2 separate regions of the Mus musculus genome follow, and region 2 is linked to region 1. A link is a contact called in public promoter capture Hi-C data. All regions are on one chromosome and are shown on one strand. Each heading gives the region's core, a stretch centred on a gene start, on an enhancer-like site or on the middle of the called end of the contact. The rest is flanking DNA. Distances are from core to core; before and after follow the strand shown. Region 1 holds the start of Lman2 (lectin, mannose-binding 2). Region 2 holds the start of Fgfr4 (fibroblast growth factor receptor 4).

Region 1 (6,854 bases), core at 2,460-4,959:
GAGTGAGACTGAATATTTTGTTTGATATTTATAATTATTGTATCAATTTTGAAGAAGAGGACCTTATAAGTTACTCTTTTCCTGAGATGAATGCTTTTCAAAATCATCACAGCCAATGAACCAGAATCTTACCCTCACCTAATGTCCGTGCCACCCTCCAAGTAGAACCATTGTTCATTGAAACAGTTGATGAGTGACTTCATGAATAGACCATCTTAATACACACACCATTTCTTGTTTGTTTGTTTTTTTCCGGTTTTTTGAGACAGGGTTTCTCTGTATAGCCCTGTCTATCCTGGAACTCACTCTGTAGAGCAGGCCGGCCTCAAACTCAGAAATCTGCCTGCCTCTGCCTCCCAAGTGCTGGAATTAAAGGCATGCACCACCACTGCTCGGCCCACACACCATTTCTTAAATGACTGTAACCTGTTTCCTGCACGCTGAGAATGATGACAATCACTCAAGTCAAATAGCTTTGACTGTAGCAGGAAATCTGTATCCAAATAATTGTGCCTACAATTCATTCCCTAGCGCCACCATGATTGTGAGCCACCATGTGGTTGCTAGGAATTGAACTCAGGACCTCTGGAAGAGCAGTCAGTACTCTTAACCGCTGAGCCATCTCTCCAGCCCCCATCATTTTTATGATTGGTATAAAATATATATTGTGTTGAATATAATAAAAAATTAGTTCAATTTAAAAAAAAGTTGCCTTGGTCATGGTGTCTTTTCGCAGTAGTAAAACCCCAACTAAGACACTGCCCAGCCCTAGAATAAATGAGTGAATAGCATGCCTGCGAGAGTGCTTATGTGACCTGCCCCCAGTCTGCTTATCTGCTGTGCCATGGACCCAGGCTGCATTCAGATTTCATGGGGTGCATTACGGTATACAAGGTCCTCTCCTAACAAGATTTGCTTTGGTCCTCATGACTATTATATGAATGCTGCTCATGGCTCCCGTTTGATGGATCAGAGGACAGCGCACTGTCTGTCCATCTTCTTATGTGGCACCCTGCTCACCTGTCTTCTGTGGACAGGAAGCAGACAGACATGAGTGCTGTTTGCATAGCTTGCTTTGTCCTTTTTCTTCAGTCCAGGACTCCAGCACTTGGAATAAGCCTTCCATATTCACTGACACCTCACAGACATGCCCAGCGATCTGTCTCAAAGGTCACTGTAAACCCAGTCAAGTTGGCTGTGAAGAGCAACCATTATACCACCTATCCACCACGCTTCCCAATTCCACAGTGTTGCTTGTTTGATTGAGACGGAGTCTCCCACAGCCCTCGGGTAGTCTCAAGATCCTTATGTACCCGAGGATGACTGCATTCCTGACCCTCCTGCTTCTGCTTCCCAAGGATTGCAGGAATACGCTACGATGCTCAGATACCACAAACTCCTCGTCTGTTCCATTGTGCTTCTTTTTCAGTTCACACCCTAGCTCTGCTGCCTCTGCAGACAAACCCTGGATGAACTCCTCCTTCTTCTCCACCACCCAATGACAGGTTCTAGAACAAATATACTTTCACCAGCTAATTAGTTCCCAGGTGTGCTTCTCTACATTGTTGGGACTCAGCTGGGACTGTACCTGACAAGCTCAGCCCTCAAGTGAAGTTTAGTGCAATGCGTGTACGGGTGCAGGGAAATCTCTGAAGAGGGTGCTCGTTAGGAGACAAGAAGCAGGGAGGCCTTTGTTGTACAGGTATGTTCTCTTTCTATATATTTATGTGCACACACATGCACACAATATATATCTATAAACATAACCCTCATATCAACAGGATCTAGATCTGTGGTTTCAACTAATCATAGATGAGAGATATTCAGAAAAAAATGTTTCTTGTCTTTTTTTTTTTTTAATTATATGTGAGTACATTGTAGCTGTCTTCAGACACTCCAGAAGAGGGTGTCAGATCTTGTTACGGATGGTTGTGAGCCACCATGTGGTTGCTGGGATTTGAACTCAGAACCTTCAGAAGAGCAGTCAGTGCTCTTAACCACCGAGCCATCTCACCAGCCCTGTTTCTTGTCTTAAATAGGGTTACTATTGCTGTAACCAAAAACAACTTTGAGAGGATTGGGTTTATTTGGGTTACAGTTCTACATCACTGGCTGTTCATCACTAAAGAAAGTCAGGACAGGAACTCAAACAGGACAGGAACTTGGAGGAGGCAGGAGCTGATACAGAGACTGTTGAAGGGTGCTGTTTACTGGTTTGCTCAGCTTGTTTTTTAATAGAACCCAGGACTACCAGCCCAGAGATTGCACAACCCACCATGGAGTGGACCTTACTGCAGCATCAATCACTAATTAAGGAAATGTCCTATAGCCAGATCTTTTTTTAAAGATTTATTTATTTAATTTATATGAGGACACTAACACTGTCTTTAGACACACCAGAAGAGGGCATCAGATCTCATTACAGATGGTTGTGAGCCACCATGTGGTTGCTGGGAATTGAACTCAGGATCTCTGGAAGAGCAGTTAGTGCGCTTAACCATTGAGCCATCTCTCCAGCCCTATAGCCAGATCTTATGGAGGCATTTTCTCAACTCAAATGTTCCTTCCTTTCTAGCTTGTGAAACGTTGACATAAAACTAGCCAGCACACTTCTGCTGGGCGGTGATAGTGCACACCTTTAATCCCAACACTTGGGAGGCAGAGGCAGGCAGATTTCTGAGTTTGAGGCCAGCCTGGTCTGTCGAGTGAGTTCCAGGATAGACAGGGCTATACAGAGAAACCCTGTCTCAAAAAACCAAAATCAAAACCAAAACAAAACTAGCCAGCACACTTTTTACTGAACACAAACTTTTTTGGGGTTTCCTATCAACATCACTATTACATACAATTTGTTAAGTGTTACATGTAATCTAGAGATGATTTAAAGTATATTGGAAGGCATGCATAAATAGCACATGTCTTTAATTCCAGTGCTTAGAAAGGAGAGGCGAGTAGATCTTTGTGAGTTCAAGGCCAGCCTGGTGCAGTAAGTACGCCTAATCCTTGGGCCATCTCTGCAGCCCCTGAAATCAGGATTTCTAAGGTAAATTTAAGCTCCTTTTTTTTTTTTAAAAAAAAATAAAAATAGTACTGGCAACTAAACTTTTTCCTAAGTAGATTAATAGGTACAATAGAATGGTATCTGGGCTAGAGACCACAGTGTTCAACTATCCGGAGCCAGTTGTCCTGGGTCCTTCCACACACACTTGGTGTGTCAACAAGAACTGATACTTTTTGGAGTCAGATGTCTTCCGGCGTTCCCTGAGGTTCCAGGTCAGAATCTGATCTGCTCCTCCTGCTTCTATCTGACTGCTGGAGTCATTGCGGGGTAGAGGAGGTCCTCAAATAACTGGCCTCTTTTAAGTCTCCAGAGGCGTGGTACTAGCTTGAGGTGGCCTAAAGGATTTGCCCCACCCACCGAGTCACTCCAGTGAGGCTTTCCCACTGTACTGGAAAGGTCACTTCAAAGTCACCATCTTTTCAGAAGCTTAGGACTGAGCAGGGTGCTCGGCTTGCACAAGCAGACCGCGAAACTACAAGTTCCAGCATGCTCCGCTTCGACGACGCTGCTCGCTTTCCCCCGTCCCAGGAGAGACCTCTGCATTTCGTTGGCCTGCAAGCCTAACGTGCTGCTCCATGATTGGTTGGATCCCCTTGTCGCTCATGAGAACCCTCGGCCGTGGCCGGCTGTCAGGCGACCAGGAACCTCCAAAGTTATGGAGCCGCGCTCTACTGGGATAGGAGGCTGGCCAGCCAATAAGGCTGCCATCCCGCTGGCGGCGAGGCTTTCCTTCTTAACTCTCCTGTGATCCTAGTTTGGAGGGCTTCCGGCCGGAGACCATTAGAAAAGACACCCGGAAGGCGGAAGTCTTAGGGCGGAAGTGGCCGAGAGAACAAGGAGAATGGCGGCCGAGGCCTGGCTTTGGCGCTGGGGCTGGGGCTGGGGTCAGCGGTGCCCAGGGAGGCCTGGGCTTCCTGGCCCCGGCCCGAGCCCCACGACATTTCTACATTTGCTTCTGTTGCTGGGGCCGGTGGCTGCGGATATCACCGACGGCAACAGCGAACACCTCAAGCGGGAGCACTCGCTCATCAAGCCCTACCAAGGTGAGGGAGGCCTGTAGCTGAGGGTGAGGACGCGGGCCGAAGTGGGATGGAGGAGGGCATGGCCCGTTCTGTCGAGCAGAGCAGCGCAGCGCAGTAGATTTCTGGCGCGGCCCTCTGAGCACCTGTCCACGTCCGTCTCTGCCCACAGGGGTCGGTTCCAGTTCCATGCCGCTCTGGGACTTCCAAGGCAGCACGATGCTGACGAGCCAGTACGTGCGCCTGACCCCGGACGAGCGCAGCAAAGAGGGCTCGATCTGGAACCACCAGGTGAGGCTCTCCCAAGAGGCTGAACATGACCGTTCACTGACACAGTAGTCCCTGCCTCGTCAGCAACCAAGCTTAGTAGATACACGTGCTCCTTTTTTTTCTTGTCCTGCCGATTTTTCTGTCCTGGTCGCACAGATCGTTCAGAGCGACTTGTATAGTTACTGTATGTCAGAAAGTGTGCGTGACTCTTAAAACACTTTCACCTCTTTCTTCAGAAATCACACAAGGTAAGTAATGATGTCTGCTTTTTTGATGGCTTACGAAGCAAGAAGCCAAGGTGCAGAGTTGAACATCCCTGAAGTCATAGAACAAGAAATGAGTGGAGTTGTCAGACTAAATCGAACCCACTTAATCGAGGGAAGGGCGAAACTTTATCCTTACGGCCTATTTTACTGTGTGTAGGGTACTGACCTTGCCAAACCTTACCAGATTTAGTTCTCAAACAAGGTGTTTGGAATGAATAGATTTCGTGACTTTATGCTGAGGTAGTATATAGCCACCGAATAGAATAAACAGTATTTCAACTGATCTTTCTGATCTCCACTCTTATCAATTCCCTTGATACACCCGATGCCTCCTGGTTAGCAATGGGAGAACCCCCCTTCAAGATATTTAACAGTCCTAGTTACCTTTCTCTGTGCTAGGTTGAGAGTCTTGTTAGCTATATCTACACTGAACTTACTGGCTGTGGCCTTTGCCTTTAGAGAGCAGGGAGCCAGAGATGTTATTGCCTTGGTGTGGTAACAGTGTTGTGCAATGTCTACACCAAGGAGTGTAGGTTGTCCAAGGGGAGAAAAGAAGTGATTTAGGGATAGGCCATGGCTTGAAAAGAAACCTGCTTCTCTCTAGCCTGCTTGGTCTAACCCTCCCTTCTCCCTCTACTGTCAGCAGTGGCCTAGTTTTCTCCATCACTGTATTCTCTTGGCCCTTCTGGTTGATTTTGCCATTAGTTCTGGGAGACTACACTGTCCTTGTGTTGCCTCACTTGGCTCGTCCCCGCAGCACCTCCTCTCTCCCTGCCTCCTGCCTCCACAGTGCTGCTAGGGGCGTCTGTGGTTACCCTCTTCCTTCAGCTTTGGCTCTGTCCCTTAGAGCCTGAGCTCTCTCATGAATGGAAAACTACATTCTCTCAGCACAGCGTGTCCCTCCATGACTGACATCTCCAGTCATTCTGTCAGTTTGTTCCAGCCTGTCTGCCTGGTTGCCTTCTTCCCTCAGGGGCTTTGGTCTTGCTCACTCTGTCTGGGACAGTGCCTCCTGGTTCTTCGTGACTGCTCCTTGGTTACTTCTCATCTGTTACGTCTGCGTTCAAATGCCACGCACACCAAGTGCTCGATTAAACCTCATGTCCCCAAGTCGCAGTCTGTCACATCATTCTGGCTAGGCTTTTCAGATACTTTTTTTGTTCTTCCCTTTTTATTTTATTCTGTGGTGCAATAGATTGAACCCAGGACCTATGCATGACAGGCAAGGCAAGCGTTTCACTCCTGAACTGCACGGATAACTGGAGTGCTACTTTTTTAGGTGGTGATGTAGCCTTGTGTTTTTCACATAAATGAGTTAATAGCATTACATTTTGTTTTGTAAAAAGCAAGATAAAAATATTGGCCGGGTGATGGTGGAGTGTGCCTTTAATCCCAGCACTTGGGAGGCAGAGGCAGGTGGATTTCTGAGTTCCAGGCCAGCCTGGTCTACAAAGTGAGTTCCAGGGCAGCCAGGGCTACACAGAGAAACTCTGTCTCGAACACCCCCCCCCCACCCAAAAATATGATAGAACTTTTAGGAATTGGGTTTATCCACATGTAACAGACACATCCAAGGTAGGAATCTAACTTAGGTTTGTAAGTAGTGGGAGGTTAGCATGGTGACTTGGTGATGTCATGGACCAAGGGCATTCTGCGCTTGCTTTGGCTGCGTTACACCCATCCTTTCTTCAGCTCCTGGACTTTTGCTGCTGGACCCTAATGGTTTGTAAATAATGGATGTAAATGTTTGGGTGGAAGCCGGGCGTGGTGGCGCATGCCTTTAATCCCAGCAGAGGCAGGCGGATTTCTGAGTTCAAGACCAGCCTGGTCTACAAAGTGAGTTCTAGGACAGCCTGGGCTACACAGAGAAACCCTGTCTCGAAAAACCAAAAAACAAAACCAAAACAAAATGTTTGGATGGAGAGCATTTATAGTTCTTGAGAGAAATTGCTTGGAACTCTTAGACGTTTCTATTTAATGTTTTCAAAGAAATACATCCTCCTGACAGAACAGCCAAGGTGATTTCTCCAGTTTTGTTTTGTTTGTTTGAGTCTCCCTCATTTGTATTCCATCTGGGAGAGGCACTGGCTGAGCAAACATTTCATGAGTACCCCTGCCTTCTGAGCTTCCAAGTGCCTGACGTCTGGAACACAGGGCATGGAGGGCTGAAGAGGCCTCTGCTTGTGTCGGGGTGTGTTTTGTGTCGGGGTGGGTTTTGTGTCGGGTGTGTTTGTGCGA
Region 2 (5,000 bases), core at 951-3,450, 210 kb after region 1:
CGTCTAACGGGACCTCACTCGTTAGCGTCACCAACACTTCCATGCCCAGTTTGGGACGCTTCCAGCGGTGTGTGCTGTCACGAGGCGCAGTCCAAATCAAGGACATTCTTCCTCGTTCCGAGCCGGACAAGCATCCTGAGGACACTTCTGGTGGTTTGTTCCCTCACAGCTTCATCTTAGACAGCGTAGGAGCTTGTTTGGCTTTGTTTATTGTTTTTCAGAGTTGTGGGTTGAACCCAGGACCTCCTTGCATGCTAAGCAAAGCCTCTGCCATTGAGCTTCCTGTCTAGCTGGCTCTGTAATTGGCACAGGTTTTACATGTCTGGTAGCGACAAATTCAAATCCTGATTCCTGCCAAGACCTACCTACCTTTGTCCCTTTCTGAATTGTTATCATCATAGGGTTGCTTCAGGGACAAAAAGGGACCATATATGGAGGGATGGCACACACAGGGCATCGGTGAGACATTCTCCCAGTCCCCATACTGAGTGTGCACCGGCACCGTTTGTCTGACATGACTCAGTCTCTGCTTCTGATATGGAGTTTAAGTCTGATACACAGACTTGTCCACATGCTGTAGTGGAGCATCTGTTTCACAAAAGGAAGACTCAGACCTAAGCCTTAACTTGACCAGGGAACCAGTGGAGTCCCAGGGACGCACAGGCTGTTACCTAGTCCTGGATAACAGCCAGGTGTCACCAGCATCTTTGGATCAGTGTTCTTTTTCTTTGGGGCCCTGCTCTTGTGAGTGTGCGCGCCATCTTTGCACAGGGGCCATGCTAATCTCCGTATCAGGCCAATGTTAGTGAGTGACAGTTGAAGAAAACAGCATGATTCTTAGAAGATGCATTCCATACTTTACCAAACTGGGAACCCTGCCGAGGGTTTTTCTCAGCCCACTGCTGAGGAAGACTCAGGCCTAATCAGTCTACTGACCTCAATGTCTCTCAGCTCCCCTGCCCCACAGAGACTAGGTCATGGTCATTTCTCGCTTGGTATCTTGGCAAACCTTGGTTCTTCACTGCCCACTAGTTTTTTTGTTTTGATTTTGTTTTTTCTCCCTGTCACCCAGATTACAAGCCCCTAAGGGTTAACTGCAGGACCCTCCTGTTTCTTTTTCTATTATTTTGAGACAAGTTCTCACTAAAGTTGACCAGGAAGACTGGCATTGAAACTCACTCTGCAAACCAAGCAGGTCTACAAATGGTGAGGCTCCTGCCTCAGCCTGGCTAGTACTACCCATCAAGGCCCATGTGCTGGGCCCAGCTTTTCTACGCTTCATTTTAAATGCCAGTGTCAACCTTGTAACTCCCACAGTCTGTCCCTTCAGTAAATTCTAAACGCCGACATGTTTGCTCCCTTGCCTGTACCTCCGTGTTCCTCTATTGCCTTAAAACCTTGATCTGTCCCCTACCCCCTAGTTTGCTCGGCCCATCTGCAAAAGACTCCTACCACACCCTGCAAAGCAGAGAGGGCCATGCTTCATCTCCAGCTTGGGTTGGGGCGGACAGGTCCGGGGAGGTTTTATTCCCACTCACAGGTTACCCTGAACTCACAACCACAGAATTCTTAGTCTGGTCACCAAGGCTGGCCCCTTAGGATCGCTAGCACTTGGGACTGTCATCAGAGAGCGCTAAGTTGTTCACCCTCCTGCACTCACGCGATGAGGTACTCTGTGCAAGCGACTGCGAGCATTACTTTTTTTTTTTTTGCCAGGGGCGACAGTGCTCTTACTTTAATGCCCCCACCCCGTCGCTCTTGGAGGGAGGTGCACGTCAGCGGTCCCCGTGCGGAGTTGCATAGACAGCTGGCCCATCGCCCCCGCCCCGGTGGGCAATAAGTAACCAGAGCGGTGACCAGGGTGCTCTTTGAACGGAGGGGGACAAAAGGCCCTGTGTGCGCTGCGGGTTACTGATTTACCGCCCCCTCCACCCAACCACTCCCGCCGCGCGGGCGCCAAGGTCCCCGGGACAGAGGGGGCAGCTCGGGAGCTCCACGGCCGCTGTCCCCACGGCGGCCGGGAGTACGGTGTGTGGCCCAACTGGCCCAGAGCTAGAGGGCTCCGCTCCCGGCGCAGGGGCCCGGCTCACCTGGCTCCTCCGCCGCCCGGCTCCCGCGCGCGCGGGTCACGATCCCGGCAGGGCTGGCACACTCACCCGCCCGGAGCTCCTCCGCCCCGGGCCGAAGAGCCAGGAATGTCCCTGCAACTGCAGCGTGGCGGGGGGCTGCCCCCTCCTGCCCCGCCCACCTCGGACTCCGCCCCTCCTGGACCACTTCTGATCTGAGAGGCGTGGTCCGAGACCCGGCAAATGTCAGCCCGGTACCCTAGTGCGGGAGCTCCCCGTTGGGACTGGATCGCCCAGTCTCAGTCGTTCCGGGGCCCCACGTCCAACCTGCAAGGTCTAACTTGCTACCTTGCTCTATCCTTTGCTCTTCCTCAATTTGGCACTCACCAGGCTCTCTGGTTTTCCGTGAAATCACAGAACATCAGAGAGACCTGACCTCTCCTTGGCCTGAGCGACCTTCAGAGGATATTTAAAATATATCTCGGTCGGTCGGGGTGGCGGCGGCGCACTGGGGAGGCAGAGGCAGGTGGGTTTCTGAGTTCGAGGCCAGCCTGGTCTACAGAGTGAGTTCTAGAACAGCCAGAGCTATACAGAGAAACACAGTCTCGGAAAAGAGGGGGGGGGGAGGGAGGGAGAGAGAGAGAGAGAGAAAGAGAGAGAGGAAAAAACTTTAAACTTTAATTTGTAAAAAGTTGTGCTTTTATTTTTAAAAGTTTAAATTTTCACTCTAAAAAGTTTTTTTGTTGTTTCTTTTTGTTTGTTTGGGGTTTTTGTTTTTGTTTTTGTTTTTTCAAGACAGGGTTTCTCTGTATAGCCCTGGCTGTCCTGGAACTCACTTTGTAGACCAGGCTGGCCTTAAACTCAGAAGTTTGCCTGCCTCTGCTTCCCAAGTGCTGGGATTAAAGGCGTGTGCCACCACTGCCCCGCCCTGACTGCTCTTCCAGAGGTCCTGAGTTCAATTCCCAGCAACCACATGGTGGCTCACAACCATCTGTAATGGGATCCGATGCCTTCTTCTGCTGTGTCTGAGAGCAGCTACAGTGGACTCACATACATAAAATAAATAATGCTTTAAAAGAATACTTCCTCTGGTTTTTACATAGATAGTGTTGTGATGACATGGTGGTCTGGTCCACATGTACAGACCTCCTCCTCCTGTGTTGCTCCCCATCCTATCCCTGGGTCTTTGCTCACCCATCCCCTGTTCCTAGTCTAACCTGCTCTCTATTGGTCTGGCACTTTGGTCTCCGTTCAAGGCCCCAGGACATCCCTGGGGATTTGCCAAGTCCCCTTTGTTAGGATGGAGAAAAGAATGAGCCCTGAATCTCAGTACTGTCTATCAGCCTTGTCTCTGTCTTTGTTTGCTCCTCAGCAAATCAGTAAATGATAGTAGGCTGCTGAAGAGACTTGCTGGAAGGAGAATTCACATGTTCATATCTGACCTGTGAGCACTAACAGCCATTCTTTCTTCTTCGCACTTGGCAGGCTGTAACTGCATAGTTGTTATTCATGTAATCAGCTGGGGACCGACCACTAAGCTCCCGGAAGCCAGGAACTGAGTCAGTGGACTTCACTTTTGTATCTCAAGTGCCTGGCACACAGCAGGTGCCTCCAGAGAGCTCCACCCCCACCTGGCTCAGGTGTATCTCATCTACCAGCACTTCTGTCAATCGAATGGACTGTAGCTTAGCTATGAAGTCAGCCAGGCCAAATTTCACCTGAAGTCCCAAGATGTTTGCCTCTATGAAGCGTTTTGGAAAAAAAAAAAGCTCAACTCAGGCCATCTGCAGAGCTCCTAGCTATCACTCAGGGATGAGAGCCTGCCTGGGAAGCAGCAGCTTCCTTTCCTTCAAAAAAAAAAAAAAAATCAGTGGGGCATGGTGGCACACGCCTTTAATCCCAGCACTCGGGAGGCAGAGTCAGGCAGATTTCTGAGTTCGAGGCCAGCCTGGTTTACAAAGTGAGTTCCAGGACAGCCAGGGCTATACAGAGAAACCCTGTCGAAAAACCAAAAAAAAAAAAAAAAAATCTATTGTGTGCATGAGTGTGCTTGCGTGTGTTACCATGAACCATCAGTGTGGACTCTTGGAAGAAACAGCATGCTCTAAACCAATTCTCCCTTCCTCTATTCATATCTTGACTTTTAACCTTATTTACACTTTAATTTCATTATTCTGTGTGCACGTATGGCTGTGTGCACGTACTGCATGCAGTGATGGTTTGGAAACCCGAAGATCTTGGATCCACTGGAACTAGAGTTATGGATGGTTGTGAGTCACCATATGGGTGCCAAACACATGCATGCACACACACACACACACACATGCGTGCATGTATACACTCAGGGTCCGGGGAGAGAAAAAAAAAGTCTAGCATGATCCACGTGATCCACCAGTCAACAGTCTAGCCCCTCAAAAGTGTCCAGGAGGAAGGAGGTGTCTAGCTGGAGGACCTGCTTTGCAGAGAGCTCACCTCAGAATGCCAGGACCTCTCTTCTCCCGGTCCTCCACGGACTCCACTTATTAAATTCAGTTCTTGGGGTCCTTGATGAGCTGACAACAGGAGCTAGACCCTACAACACAGATTTCATTCCAATCCTGAGGTGTATCCTGAGCCCTTGCTAATTAACTAAGAACTTCCTGTAACCCCACTGTCTTCCAAGGTTCCCAAGGCCCTCAGACTGTCACCCCCCCACCCCCGTTCCAAACATATACTCTCTAAATCTCTTGACTGAACGGTTTCACACTCTCACAGGATCTTTCAGTCAGTCAGTCAGTCAGTCAGTCAGTCAGTAAATTGACTGGCAAGTATTTTATTGAAGGTTTATTATGTGACTGTGCCCCGTTCTGTGGGACCTGGTTCACTTCTAGGTCACTCAGCTTCCTGTGTTCCCTCTTGTCCAGTGCTGGGAGGTGTGAGCCGCCACACCCTGAC

Evidence for each region. Capture Hi-C pulls out chosen DNA fragments and counts their contacts.
Region 2: a contact with region 1 is called in a promoter capture Hi-C map of pancreatic islet. The contact joins the promoter of Fgfr4 here to the promoter of Lman2 in region 1. A contact is called at or near these places in 6 of 115 datasets of contacts at active chromatin or transcription factors (bone marrow-derived macrophages, embryonic stem cells and extraembryonic endoderm stem cells) and 2 of 9 other capture datasets (liver and pancreatic islet).

The regions. Positions count from the first base shown.
Region 1 is chr13:55,359,638-55,366,491 of GRCm38.p6, reverse strand. It overlaps Lman2 (lectin, mannose-binding 2), which reads left to right and starts at 3,709. Exons shown (of 8, transcript NM_025828.3): 1 at 3,709-4,104; 2 at 4,253-4,371. The coding sequence starts at 3,903.
Region 2 is chr13:55,150,018-55,155,017 of GRCm38.p6, reverse strand. Fgfr4 (fibroblast growth factor receptor 4) reads right to left here and starts at 2,200. Exons shown (of 18, transcript NM_008011.2): 1 at 2,091-2,200.